Regions from separate parts of the Lactuca sativa genome. Here region 1 is linked to region 2. A link is a contact called in public Hi-C data. All regions are on one chromosome and are shown on one strand. Each heading gives the region's core, a stretch centred on a gene start, on an enhancer-like site or on the middle of the called end of the contact. The rest is flanking DNA. Distances are from core to core; before and after follow the strand shown.

The links. Hi-C and Micro-C count contacts between places; a contact is called where the count stands out from the background.
Region 1: a Hi-C map of bud shows a contact between it and region 2, with 9 times the contacts expected there. The contact joins the promoter of LOC111919349 here to the promoter of LOC111881583 in region 2. A contact is called at or near these places in 4 of 4 Hi-C or Micro-C datasets (bud, leaf and seed).

Annotation. Positions count from the first base shown.
Region 1 is chr3:42,538,602-42,545,497 of Lsat_Salinas_v11, reverse strand. It overlaps LOC111919349 (chlorophyll a-b binding protein, chloroplastic), which reads right to left and starts at 2,420. Exons shown (of 4, transcript XM_023914940.3): 1 at 2,260-2,420; 2 at 1,947-2,170; 3 at 1,296-1,810; 4 at 1,006-1,217. The coding sequence starts at 2,318. The coding sequence ends at 1,203.
Region 2 is chr3:42,274,249-42,281,325 of Lsat_Salinas_v11, reverse strand. It overlaps LOC111881583 (mitochondrial import receptor subunit TOM20), which reads right to left and starts at 2,719. Exons shown (of 6, transcript XM_023877985.3): 1 at 2,539-2,719; 2 at 2,065-2,143; 3 at 1,818-1,987; 4 at 1,636-1,683; 5 at 1,449-1,562; 6 at 1,036-1,364. The coding sequence starts at 2,637. The coding sequence ends at 1,251.

The DNA of each region.
Region 1 (6,896 bases), core at 1,171-3,670, 260 kb before region 2:
ACGAGAACAATAAAGATTCTGATTGATCTTTTATGTTATTTTTGAACAATGTTTATTGAAGACTTTTTTTTTGTTATTTTGCTATGCAATAGATTTTTTTTTTAAAATTTTAATGATTTATTATGGTTATTAAATGCTTGATAATATTCTGCATATATACTGTTTGATTTGTTTTAAAAAACAGGTTTGGTATATACATCAAAATCTGTAAAAAAATATTAAAAAAAGGATATACCGACAATATTTCATCAGTATAGCTTTATAACTGTAATAAATGTTTCATCTATACCGACGACATGTCGTCTCTATTACTAGAACGAAAGTTGTCTTCCACCTCATTTTCCAGACCACAAGTCGTCTTACACCTCCTTTTCCGGACCACAAGTCGTCTAGATTGCTTAAACATGTCTCGACGACATGTCATCAAAATAGATTTATAATAAAACTTTTTTTCCTTGAAAATCACTCCCAACGAACCTTTGCAGACGACATGTCGTTGGCATTGGTTGCTCTACGACATCTATCCCGATGACATTTTCCACTTTTAGCGATGGGGCTATACCGATGACTTTGTACAGACGACAAGTCGTCAGTATAGGCTTTCCCGACGACATGTAGTTGGCAAAGTGGCTGAAAGTGTTGTCGACATAGGCCTCATTCCTCGTAGTGTGTTCATGATACTACTAGCCTACACTTGTTTGTACTCCACACCTCTTGACAAAGACGTGTACTTACCTATTATCTTATTCGGTACTCCGTGAAATTTCAATCATCTAAAGTGTCTAATAACACTAAAATCACTAACAATTGCAACCTAAACGTCATAGAGTGTCACATTTATCATCGGGCTAGAACTATTTTTTGTAATTTGGAAAATTGTTTTTTGAAATTTGGAAAAGATGATTTTTTTTTTCTATTGTTATTAGAGCATAAACCAAAGTTTCCCTTGTGTAATGATAATAAATACCTTGGTTCGGGTATCAGGTGGCAAGAGTTATGCAGTACTTTACCAACATACAAGCTTATATATCTGAATCATTTTAAGTTCAAAGAGGTATTTGTACATTGCATTAAGTTTCTACAGTAGAGACAAGATACAATTTCTAATGATACACACACATGACTTGCCAAAAACTGTTAAATCCACCATTTTCCCTCTCCAGCATCATCTGAAGATCATGATCTCAACAACCCCTTGCTATTTAACCCTTGAATGCCTGAAACCCCATGCAAAAAGTTAATTAGCCAATTCGTCTGCATCGAATTCAATTAGTTGTTTAAAGATTTGTACTTACAGCAAAAATAGTGGCGTGACCCGGGTCAGCAAGGTGAGCAAAGAGGTTATCAATGGGTCCAGTTCCAGTGTAGATTGCTTGGAACCAAGCACCCATGACAGCCAACATAGCCAATCTCCCATTCTTGATCTCCTTTGTCCTCAATTCCTTAAGCTTTGCAGGTGAACCACTCCCCCATCCGAGTGGGTCGAACCATAGTCCACCTGGGTACCCAACATCTGTACCTGTTAGCTTGTTGTTGGGGAAGATGGGATCGGTGTTAACACACCCAGGTTTGAGAATGTCAGCCCATCGTCTTCCTTCTGCCCAACCGATGAAAATAAGCTCCACTATGAACAGTGTGGTTTTGTCTGTGAAGTACTCTTGTTCACCGGCTGTGTACCATGAAGGAGTGTTTAGGATTCCGATTTTTGTTAGGAATTCCGGGATGAAGATCCCAGCTGCTCCTAACATAGCCCATCTGCAGTGTACTATTTCCGCTTGCACGTTCCACCTCAAGGTCTCCGGGTCGGATCCTACAGTTTAGAAACTCGACCTCGAATCAGTAAGTAATTTAATTATCTTCAAATCTTGCCATGATCTATTGACTATTGTTGTTTTGAAAAAGATCATCAACAGAAATCATAACTATGAATCTATGATCATGCTTACCTAGACCAAGAGGATCGAACCCGAAGTCTCCTGGTAGGCTGCCGTCGAGCCATTCCGGAGGGGTGCTGCCGGGGAACCAAATGGGTCTTTCGGGGTCGGCGGTAACGCATACTGTCCCGGAAGATCGTGCCACGGTTGGTGCAGTGACCTTGCTAACTCTTAGTTTCTTCCCACAAAGAAAGGAAGCCTTTGTTGATCCAACAAAAGATCCATTCTTCTGTGAACTACATAATCGCACACCAAAATTCCCAATTACTTAATGCACCCACATTGCAAATGCAAAGTAGAAAGGTAGAGATTTGAAGAAGCTTACGCTGGAGAAGAGAAAGCAACAGCTGCGATGGCTGAAGAAGCACAGACAGTGGAAGCCATTGTTGTCTCTGCAATTCTTTGCCTTCAAGAATTAGTGATGAAGAATGAGTAGGTTTGTGTGGAAGAAAGGGGTGTGTGTTAATGTAAGGCGTTATGAGCTTATCTCCAAGGATAGGAGTAGAAGAAAGAATGCTGTGATTGGCTGTGCGGGTTGCCACGTGGGCCCTAACAGAATCTATTCTTGCTGATATGTAACCAGATAAACTTACACTTGTGGTTCGTGTAGTAAATTACGTGTGGCTTTCAGGATAAAACCCACTCACAGGATTCTGGATCCTTAAGGGCGATTTTGTCTTTTACCCAAGAAGGACAGATGAGATGACCCTATTCTGAAGGCCAAGAAATCTTTGATAAAGTTTTTATTTTTCATGGGCCATCATCGTTGGACACGTAATACTTGTATTTGAAGTCCATTGGATCATGGATAACACTTGAAGGCAGCCTTTCAACACGTACTAGTTTTATTTTAGGTTATCTAAACATGACGTTGGAAATTGGAGTTATAAATAAGCTCTAACAACCTATTTGGGATTTCTATAATGAGGGGTTCATGTATGTTGGATAAACAAAGATCTTCAAGTTATTACTCTATTTGGTGATTCGAATTATACAATGACCCACATATTCTTTATTTTAAATCAAAGCTTTTTGAAGCGAATTTTCTAAGTACATAGATTCTACTACTACTACTACTACTACGTATAATCTAATGTTTTTCATGATTTTATTTCATGTATATATATGATCAAGGCATGTGCTTGACTATCATTGTACCACTATAATTTGCAATCATAGAAGTTACAAATCTTTGCCATCTTATTATTGTAAAGTTACAAGTATCGTATAGAACTTCCCTGGATCAAATTATTATGTGCAAACACAAAAAGTTTTGTAATTATTTTGTTATTTCTCGTTTTGGTTCTCTCCTTTTTTAAGGGGGTTTTGATCTTTATCATAAAAGGACAATAAAAATGCTTCAAATTGTCAAATGTCAATAACTAACAAGTTTATCTGTTAGCAATATAAATTTAAGTTGTGCTAAATTTGCTTAGGTCATATACGTTTAAATAGAAGGGTGTTTGTATTTATGTTTTCAAAACAATTACAAGGGTGTTTGTATTTATGTTTTCAAAACAATTACTATAAAGTCTAAATATAAGGATCAAATAATCATAAAAAATGGTTTGTTTTTTTTAAATGGGTTAATTGCTTAGAAGTTTAGTCATTTTCCCGATTTATGCAATTATGTTATTTTTATACAAAGCATACAACAAAACTTTAAATTAGGTCCCAAATTATATAAATTGTTAACCTTGTTACTGTTAAATTTTTAATCGATGTTATCTGTCATTTGTAAAACCATGTAATCGCTTATGTAGACAACCCACATGTATAGTTGTTCATGTCACCCCTCCTCCAAATAATCAAAATACAACATTTAAAATCTCGAGTCGTGATCTTGTTTTGAGATTGATACGTTGTCATCATCTTTCCGGGGATATTATACCAATTTTCTCTTCTAGTTCACTTCTCTTCATTGTGATGTCTTCTCTGCCATCGTTTCTTCTTGCTCTGTCTTTCTCTTTACCCACGATACATTCATATATCAGGGAATAGTTGGAGCACGTTGTTTAATTCAAAATTTACCTTCTTCTACTTTTTTTTGAAAGTGTATCATCTTCTACTTATTTGACCTTATGATGATTAATTAGGACATGCATTATATTGCTATCTCTTTTATTAATTAGGGAAAGATAAAGAGTTAAAAAAATATTTCTATGAAATTAAGATAAAGAGTTAAAAAAATATTTCTATGAAAAATTTTCCATGTGCTGCTCACCAATTTTGTGTTCTATTTTCATAAATTTCTATTTTTACAAGATACAGATACCAACAACCAAAGTATACATAAATTATTAGAAATTTAGATTTTTAAATGAAATATTAGTTATCGAAAATTGACCCATTTGATTACAAAATCTAAAATGAAACCACAATAGTTCCCATGCTAACCATTATTCAATACATTGTACTGTTGTTACCTTGCCAATTAGACTAAAGGGTATCGTGCGGATATCACCGCCTGTAGTCCGATGTGGACCTCTTTATCGGCGGTGAACACCGCTCCTCTCCTCATTTTACACCGCCGGTGAAGTGCCAATGGTAAGATACCACCGATGGTGAAACTTAATAAAAAATAGACGTTGTACACTTTTTTCCTGTATTTTTTTACCGTTGCTGCATTTATTCTTTTTTTTTTTTTTTTTTTAATTTTCCTTCCTTACTACTATGTATATATAAACATAAACCCAAACATATTCACTCAAATCTATATTATTTCTAAAAAATCATCTCATAAAAATGGCAAATTCATTAGAAAATTGTAAGTTGTTGCTGACCGTTGGGCAGGCTGTTATGAAATCATGGGAAGTGATTATGGATACGATACAAGAAGAAGAAGAAGAAATCCAACATAGGACGCGGAAGATGCTTCTCAGAAATCGTAGGGATGCAAACATACGTCTAATGGCACACTATTTCGATGAAAATTTTGTTTAAGGGGAACAACGGTTTTGACGTCGATTCCGAATGACAAAACATTTATTTCTTCGTATAGTTGGTGATGTTACTAACATTTCTAAATATATTAGACAATGTCAGATGCAAGAGGTGCCGATGGATTTTCAGAAATACAAAAATGCACAGTTGTGGTTCGTCAATTAGCTCACGGTTCTGTTTCTGATTCATGGGATGAATATTTTCAAATATCTGAGCGTGTAACTACGGATAGTTTAGATGAGTTTTGCAGATGCGTTGTCATTATTTACGGTCCAAGGTATTTGCATAAACCCACTTTTACTGATGTTCAATCATTATATGTTCATCATGCTAGTGTTCATGGCTTTCTTGGTATGCTTGGAAGTTTAGATTGTCTTCATTGGGTTTGAGGTAGTTGTCCTAATGCATGTCAAGGGCAATTTACACAGGGTGATAAGGGTCACTCGACATTCATACTTGAAGCTGTTGCATCATAGGATCTTTGGATTTGGCATGCTTTTTTTGGTGCTCCCGGCTCAAACAACGATATTAACGTTTTAGACATGTCGCCCATATTCAATGGGTTTTGTGATGGGTCCGCACCTAACTGTCCATTTCAAGTGAATGGAATGACGTACGATTATGGGTATTATCTTGTTGATGGTATTTACCCTGAATTTGTTGTGCTTGTGAAAACGCTAACATGTCCAAGTGACCCCAAACGCATAAAGTGTAAAACGTACCAAGAAAAGGCTAGGAAGGATATGGAACGAGCATTTGGAGTACTCAAGAAGTGTTGACACGTACTACAACATCTGGCTCGTCCTCGAAGTGTGGACAAGCTCGCTTGTATTATGTTGTGTGCATCATTTTACATAATATGATTTTGGAAGACGAACACAAAATAATTTGTCAATTTCAACCTCTAGCGCGCCAATACCGTCTGGTTCCATCCCATGACATGTAAGAAGAAGGGCGATACGTGACAAACAAAAATACCACGAGCTTCGCAACGATTTGGTGGAACACATATACCGGGTTAATGAAATTGATTTAAATCAGCTAATTGATAATGATAACGGTGAATATTCTAACTGAAATATTTTATTAAGTTAGTTAAGTTAATTTTCGTTTTATGATTGTTAAATCGAATGTAATGTTTACAATTTATGAAATGTTTATGTTATTTTAATTAGTATTAATTTTTATGTGTATGTAATTATATATATTTTTGAATTAAAAAAATTGGTAAGTAAAAACATCACCACACCCTACCTCGTAGGTAAAAAAATGTAAAAACTGCAAAAACTTAGGTGGCGCTTATGTGGCAACTTTTTAACATTGGTAAAATTTGTACCACTCCCCTTAGCCTTAGTAGTAAAAATAGCCCTAACTAGAAGATGACAAAATTTATGATGCCTAAGTGTTATTCAGTATATTCTACACAAGTGAACACTAGATAGGTTAACAACTTAACAAGTTGGAATAATTGAACCTAATTTAAAGCACTGTTGTATGTTTTGTATAAAAAATTAACATAATTGCGTAAATCGGGAAAATGACTAAACTTTGTTGCATAAATAAGGGATTAACCTTTCTTAAATAATTACTAGGTGTGAGACCCGTGTTTTATACGGATTTATTGAAAAAAAATCAATATCAACGTTTTAACATTAAACAATTATTTATGAAATAGACATTAACACATATGGAAAGTGTAACAACGCAAATTTTCAAACAAATTTTTCTTTTTTATAATTAGAGTAATTTCATCCAAAACAAGGCATAAATAATTTAAGTGTCATGTCAATTACAAACTGTCTAAATCCCAAGATCATAAAAATATTCTTCAGTGTGTATCGATCACGTCGGCGCCTTCCCACGGTCCTCGCTAGTACCTGAAACACATACATAACCACTGTAAGCATAAATGCTTAGTGAGTCCCCCAATATACACTTACGCACATACGCCTTTCCAGGCCCTGACCTTCCGGTCCTCAACACAACGCCTTCCGGCCCATAGCATAATCGCCTTCCGGC
Region 2 (7,077 bases), core at 1,470-3,969:
ACTTGAAGGAATGCGTTGGAAAAAAAAAACACCATCTTCATCCGAAGATGATTATGAATTATTTCTATAATTGAATTGTGTGTGTATAAAATATTTAGTAAATAGAGTGAATTTTATGAAAGTGGTATATGGTATTTATAATGCTTGTAAAGATTAAAAAAATATATATATTATTATTTAAACGGTCAAATGACGTTGTCTCCGTCAAGAACATAGTTCGTACTTCGGCCAACCACAATAAAATTGACAGCGTCATCCTTAGGGCGGTGTTTACTCCGATGACACGCATATCACGATTCCGGAAGGCCTTGGAAGTAAAAAATAGAAATCTATTTGATTACTCATCCATTAAACATATAAACGTCATGTTCAAACTTCTAGTGTTTTCTATTAAACAGTACACGTCATGTTCAAACTTCAAGAGTTTTCTATAAGCGTCCAATTATTTTTCCAATATGGATATGTTTTAAATTTTTTTCTTAATGTAAAAAATAGATGTGAAACTTTTGAAAACAACACACCATCTTCCCTTTGAGCGACTTGGTCACAAAGAATCGAAACTTTGCAAGAAAATAATACTATTATTTTATATGTAGTTGCTCAAATGTGGGTACTAAACCTAAAACCCTAAATCGAAACTTTGCAAGAAATTGGTTAAAGCCAACTATGAAGTTGGTTTGAAATATTACTTTTATCTTATCTTATGTTTATCATGGATTTCGAAGTCGAGCCCATAAAATGATAAATTTTGATTCGCTCATATATGATTCTAAATTTCTAATGCAAACAAAGCCTAATAAAAAGTATACAAAAATATCATGTTTTATGTGTATGTACCTAAATTAAAAAGGTGGAATTTAGAGAACTATATAACTTCAACTATAATACAATTAAGCAAGTATAAACTTGTGCACATTCAACTTGCTATCCAATATTATTGCTTAAAGTATTTTTGGGTTTACCAAAATTATTAGCAAGATGTAATAATCTAATTTGTATAGCACTCAAACGAAACAACATCTTCAACTAAGTTAGTAAATTATTCAACTGAAACAAGCCCTTCTATTGCAACTAATACTAATCCACTACACAATTCTCGAACAAGCTATCAGTAATAGAACAAACCACCAAACTGTATCTCAATGGACTAATGATTACACGGAGTTGAAAAGAATTTAACATCGAGCAAAGGATACAACATTTGTGTCTATGGGACCCAAAAAAAAAAAAAAAAAAAAAAAAAAAAAATCTTATTTTGGCACGTTAGATTTGGCCATTCCAATCAATGTAACAACCCCAACTGCAAGGAATATCCACCCAAATATATCATACTTTAAATCACTGCTCTTCTTCTTTGAGGATTTCTACAACACATAAAAACAATCAAAACATTAGCCAAAAATAAAATAACACTTTGATATTATTTATTTGGGTTAATTTGATACAACCTTTGAATTTGAAAATGTAGTAGTAGTAGTAGTAGATGTAGATCCTCCACCCAAAGACTGTTGAGATTGACCAAATCCTCCTTGTTTGTGGATCTCGTTGTGCAGATCAGATGCCTGGAAACATTATAAAAAATTATTAATGAAACGAAAGAGTATAAAAGAATTCCTAAAATGTATTTAGAAATACCTTAGAAGAGTTTGCCAACGATTGAAGATAATGTTCGTTTCCTGGACACTGAGACAACAAGTGCGAGATCATAAACATTCAAAATTAGATCTAAAAACCAATTGATATTTCTGAGATTAATCGAATATGTTTATGAAAAAAATCAAAGGGAAAGATTAAAAAAAAAAAAAAAAAAAAAAAACCTCGTCTACTGCCTTTTGGAAGAATTCAGCTGCAAGATCGAATTGAATCTGAGCTTCATCATGATCAGGGGTTAGAAATCCTTGAGTGGTGTAAGCGTTTCCTAAGCACCATAGAGCCTCATGTTTTGCAGGATTGATGGATAGAGCTTCATCCAGCTTTGAAACAGCATCTGAATTTGTTTATCAAATTCTTAGTAATTGATAAATTGATTATTGTTGTGTTCATGTGAAATTCTGCATACAGTACCTTTGATCATCTTCTTTGATTCGTTGATGTCTCCAAATTGGGATAATTCCAGTAGCACTCCACCCCATTTTGTCAAATTCTGTTATCATTACAACAAGTCATATTGTTGTTTCTCGGATCTAATATTCCAACAATTGAATTGATTTCATGAATTCGACAATACAAAAACAATCATGTCGTGTTGGGGAATCACTCATCTTATATCTGTAAATTTTGAAGTTCGGATGGCTATGAGCAAAAAGGTAAAAATATCATTTTACTTCCAACATAAGAAGACAAGACAGCTAAAACTTAATTCTTTTTAGCTTTTTTTCCCGTAATTTTAAAAGCAGAGAACAGGGTGTAATCGAGAAACGTACGTATCGACATAAATTATACACATATAAGTAATTAAGCAAACTATAAGATTAATAACAGAAACAACATATCAAATAGAAACAACTGATAAATGAATTTAGAAATGAAGAAACTTACATCGACATCGTTAGGGTTCTTGGCGTATGCAGCTTCTGCGGTGATACGAGCATGTTCAAAGATCATGAGTCGTTCTAAATCATTTTGAGTTGGTTCCATCGTTATGGATGGATCCCTGTTTCGATGATTAAAACTGACTAGGGTTTATGTCTTTATGAAGAAGACGAAACTGTGGAGAAGTAGAGGGTTTTACTTATATGTCTACGTGTGTTGTCTTTCCGTTTCATACGTGATCGGGCCGGCCGTATCCAAGGCCCATCAAAGTTCAAGGTTTATCTTATCCAATAGTTTGAATAACTTTAAAATAAATATTAATATTAGAATAAATAGGAAAAAGCTCCCAGATGGGAATCTAAAACCCGCACCCATTTTGACCGGGAAATTCCCAAGTTGATCGGGAATGGAGAATCCCCGAATAAAAAAAGTGGGGAAGGGGATGGGGATGGGGATACCCCTAATCCCCGACCCTGGACCCGTCCCCGATATATATTAATATATAAAAGTAATACAAAACATATATTTATAGTACAATTTACAATACATAGAATTTTATCCAAGTAACCTAACTCATTAGTAATTTTTGGTTGAAATTATATTTTGTTTTTCTTTTTATATTATTTAAACTCATGTATGATTTTTTTTTTTTTTTTTTTTTGTATTTTGTTCATTTATTTTACCTCAAATATCACTCTGATAATTTTTTCTACTTGATTTCTCATGTATATATTTAAATATGGTAGAAATTTTATTTATATTTTTTATGCAATCTATATATTTTTTATATTTTGTAAAATCTTTAAACTTATGCTGGTAAAATTGAAATTTAAATGTTTTCTTTACATAAATTTTTTCATATTAAATTGGTCAACTCTTTTTGTGGTTATTTTGAATTAATTTTTTTTCACACGTCATTTTATGAATTTTCTATTTTATTAAATTTCACATAATATTTTAATATAATAGTTGCAATAAATATAATAATAAATAGATATCAATTCATTAATGAACTTACCTTTTAATTTTAAAATTTTCAAGTTAAAGCTCATTAGTTTCTTTTGTTTATTTATTTAAACTAGTTTATAACCCGTGGGAATCACGGTTATACAATTAATTAAACTTTTAAAATAAAACTAAAAATTATTAATCAATTATTTTAAATAAATTATTAATTAAGAGATTTTTTTAGTGATATAAATTTTAATCATTGATTTAAATAAATATGTGAAATTATATCACTTTATAATGTGTATTAAGTTTATTTTAATTTTTATTCTAATGTTATTAATTTAATATAATTAGAGTGAGAAATTTAAATTTTGAAATTTGAAATGGAGAATTAATAGGTTTTCAAATGTCATGTATTAATTAGGAAATATAATATGATGACACATAGCAAAATGAGAATAAAATATGCATTAATTAGGAGACTTAATAAGATGACACATGTCAAAAGGAGAATAAAACTATTCTTTTATTAGATAGGGAGATTATTTGTCTAAATTTAATAGATAAAAAACATTTCAATTATAATAATTAATTATTTTTTTCTTATAAATTCAAAGTTCTCAAATATTTTGACATTTATATTTACCTTTTTTTTAATTTAACTCATTTAATACATGAGTCTCACAACTAGTACCTAATTATATATATCAAAATGCTCGGATGTGATAAATTATTAAATTGGTAATTGGATTGCCGGGGTTAATTAACATAGATAAAGTTTCTAATAAACGTAAAAATATTAGATTGTGTTGAGTTAACTTCAAAACTTTTTTATTTAAACTTATAATATATTTAATTAAACTAATTTATATATCGTGGGAACTACGGTTACAAAAATAATTAAATTTTATCGACAATCATAACCAAAACTATTTAAGACGAATTTAAATTTCACCTAAAAATTAGAGATCAAATAAATAATTGTCTAACTTATTATTAACATCAATACTTTTTAAAAAATAAAAAAATGATGAGAAAATGACAATTGTCCTTTTTTTATAGAGCATTTGAAAAAAAAAAAAAACATAAATTATGAGAAAATGATAAGTGACACTAATAACTGTTCTTTTATTAATATAGAAATATATGACTATAAATTTATATAATTAAATAGCATGGAGATTTATTTAATAGAGTAAATTATAGTTTCGGTCACTATGGTTTACACCAATTTATATTTTTAATCAAACTTTTTAATTTTTGACAATGATTGTAACGTCCCAAAATTTATAACCAAAAATTTCATTTTTGTATTAATAAAACTATCAACCAAACATGTTTATAAATAAATAATAAGTGAAATCAGAGTATGTCAACATTCATCCAAAAATAAATCATAGTCAAATAAAGCGGAAATCATGGTGTGTGTGTGTGTGAGAGAGAGATGCGATCATCCAGATCTCTTCCCTTTCGAGCAGAAAATACCTAAAACATAAACTAAAAACCGTAAAAACAAAGCTTAGTGAGTTCCCTAAAATACCGCATACCATACATATACGTCAGCTCAAGGCTATAACGAGTCTATTTTACCCATGAGTCTATTTCACCTCTGAGTCTATTTCAACTCATATGTCAGATTAAGGCTGTACCGAGTCTATTTCACTCTCAGGTCTATTTCACCCCCGAGTCATTTCAACTCAATCTGTAGCACCTGGTTTCTGGTATGTAAATCTTAATTGAGTATTTTCCTTTTTAAGCCTTGGACTCGGCGAGTCATAGGTCCGACTCGCCGAGTAGGGACGAGACCCCGGGACGCGTTTAAGTTGGCGACTCGGCGAGTCCATATACTGGACTCGACGAGTCACCGCTGTTGGATGAAACCCTAAGTTTTTGGGGTTTGCACCCTATTTAACCCCCCTTTCCGCCCCTGGTCAGCCCCCATTCACCCCCTAGAGCTCCCAACCCTCGTTTAAGATTGTTCTTTGAAGAGTTGAAGCTTTTGTTGTGTGTTCTTGAAGGTTTTGAAGAAGAAGGGAAGTAGATCCAGAAGAAGGGAAGCCATCCAAGCACCATTGTGTTCTCTCAGCAGTTTCTTTGAGGTATATCCCATTTTCCCCATGTTTCTATGCTTAAGGCTTCATTTAAGACATTCTTGGCTCATTTCCAACCTTGTAGGTGCATGATAATTCGAAATAAGTTGATTGGTCTCTAGATCCAAGCATAGTTGAGCTCCAGGAGCTCAGATCCACTACCTTTATGAGCCCATATTGCATATAAACCTTGGATCTACTCTTTTGGTGCATATTGAACCCTAAAAATCTCATACATGGATATTTACACGTAAAGTTGGAAACTTTACGTGTTATTCATGCTCTAGGAGCCCAGATCTACGAATGACATGGATTGGATTCGAGCAAAATCGCATTTTTAGCTCTTGCATGGAGCAGACTCGGCGAGCCGCTCATCTGACTCGGCGAGTCCAGTCGCGAGTCTCCGGGTTTGTCTCCTTTTTGCTATGTCGAGTCGCGTGGTGAGTCCAAGAGGGACTCGGTGAGTTGGAAGCTAAAACTCACCCATAGTGGAACTCGGCGAGTCAATGCCCAGACTCGGTGAGTTCAAGGCAATCTCCTTAGATCAAGATCAGACTCGGCGAGTTGTTCGTACAACTCGGCGAGTCACAGTATAACTTGTTCTTCGGATGAAGATGAACTCGGCGAGTTGTTCATACAACTCGGCGAGTAGGATGAAGGACTTGAACATCAGTTTGGAAGGAGAACTCGTCGAGTCGATGCCTAACTCGACGAGTAGAAACATAATTCAGGATAGTCATTTGGACATGGACTCGGCGAGTTGGCGAGCCAACTCGGCGAGTCGGGTCAACTGGAAGTTGACTCTGACTTTGACTTAGAGAATGATCATGGGTAAAATGGCCATTTTGCCCAAGGGTCAGTTAGCAGTTTTTGACTAAGTGTTTGGTGGGAATGCAGCCGGAGGATTTTCGGAACAGCAGCAGCAGCTGTCAGACTATTCCCACGAAGATCAGCAGCTACTCCGAGGTGAGTTACCTTCCAGTAGCGGTGGGTCTAAGGCCACAATGTCGGCCCACCAGTAAGAGACGTATGATAGATGATTATCTTTGTGATATCATCTAGGTTTGCTACTACCTGATATGTTATATGCTAGCATGATATGTTATATGTGATAGTAGTAGAGTTCGGTTGTTAGGACCGAAGGGTAGTCAGACACCCCAGATACGTCTGACAGTATGTTATGATATGTTTGCATGCTGTCTTGTTATGTTATATGCGATAAAGGTAGTAGGAGGGGACCAGTCCCCAAGTTCGGTTGTAAGGACCGACGGGTAGGTCAGCACCCCATAATGGCTTGACATGGGTAGGTCAGCACCCCAGAATGGCTTGACACGGGTAGGACGGCACCCCAGAATGGCCGCACGGGTAGTCGGCACCCCAGAATGGCCGTACCGGGTAGTCAGGCACCCCAGAATAGCCTGGCAGTATGTATGTTATGTGTTGTATGGTATGTGGTATGATGGGGGAACTCACTAAGCTTTGTGCTTACAGTTTACAGTTTTGG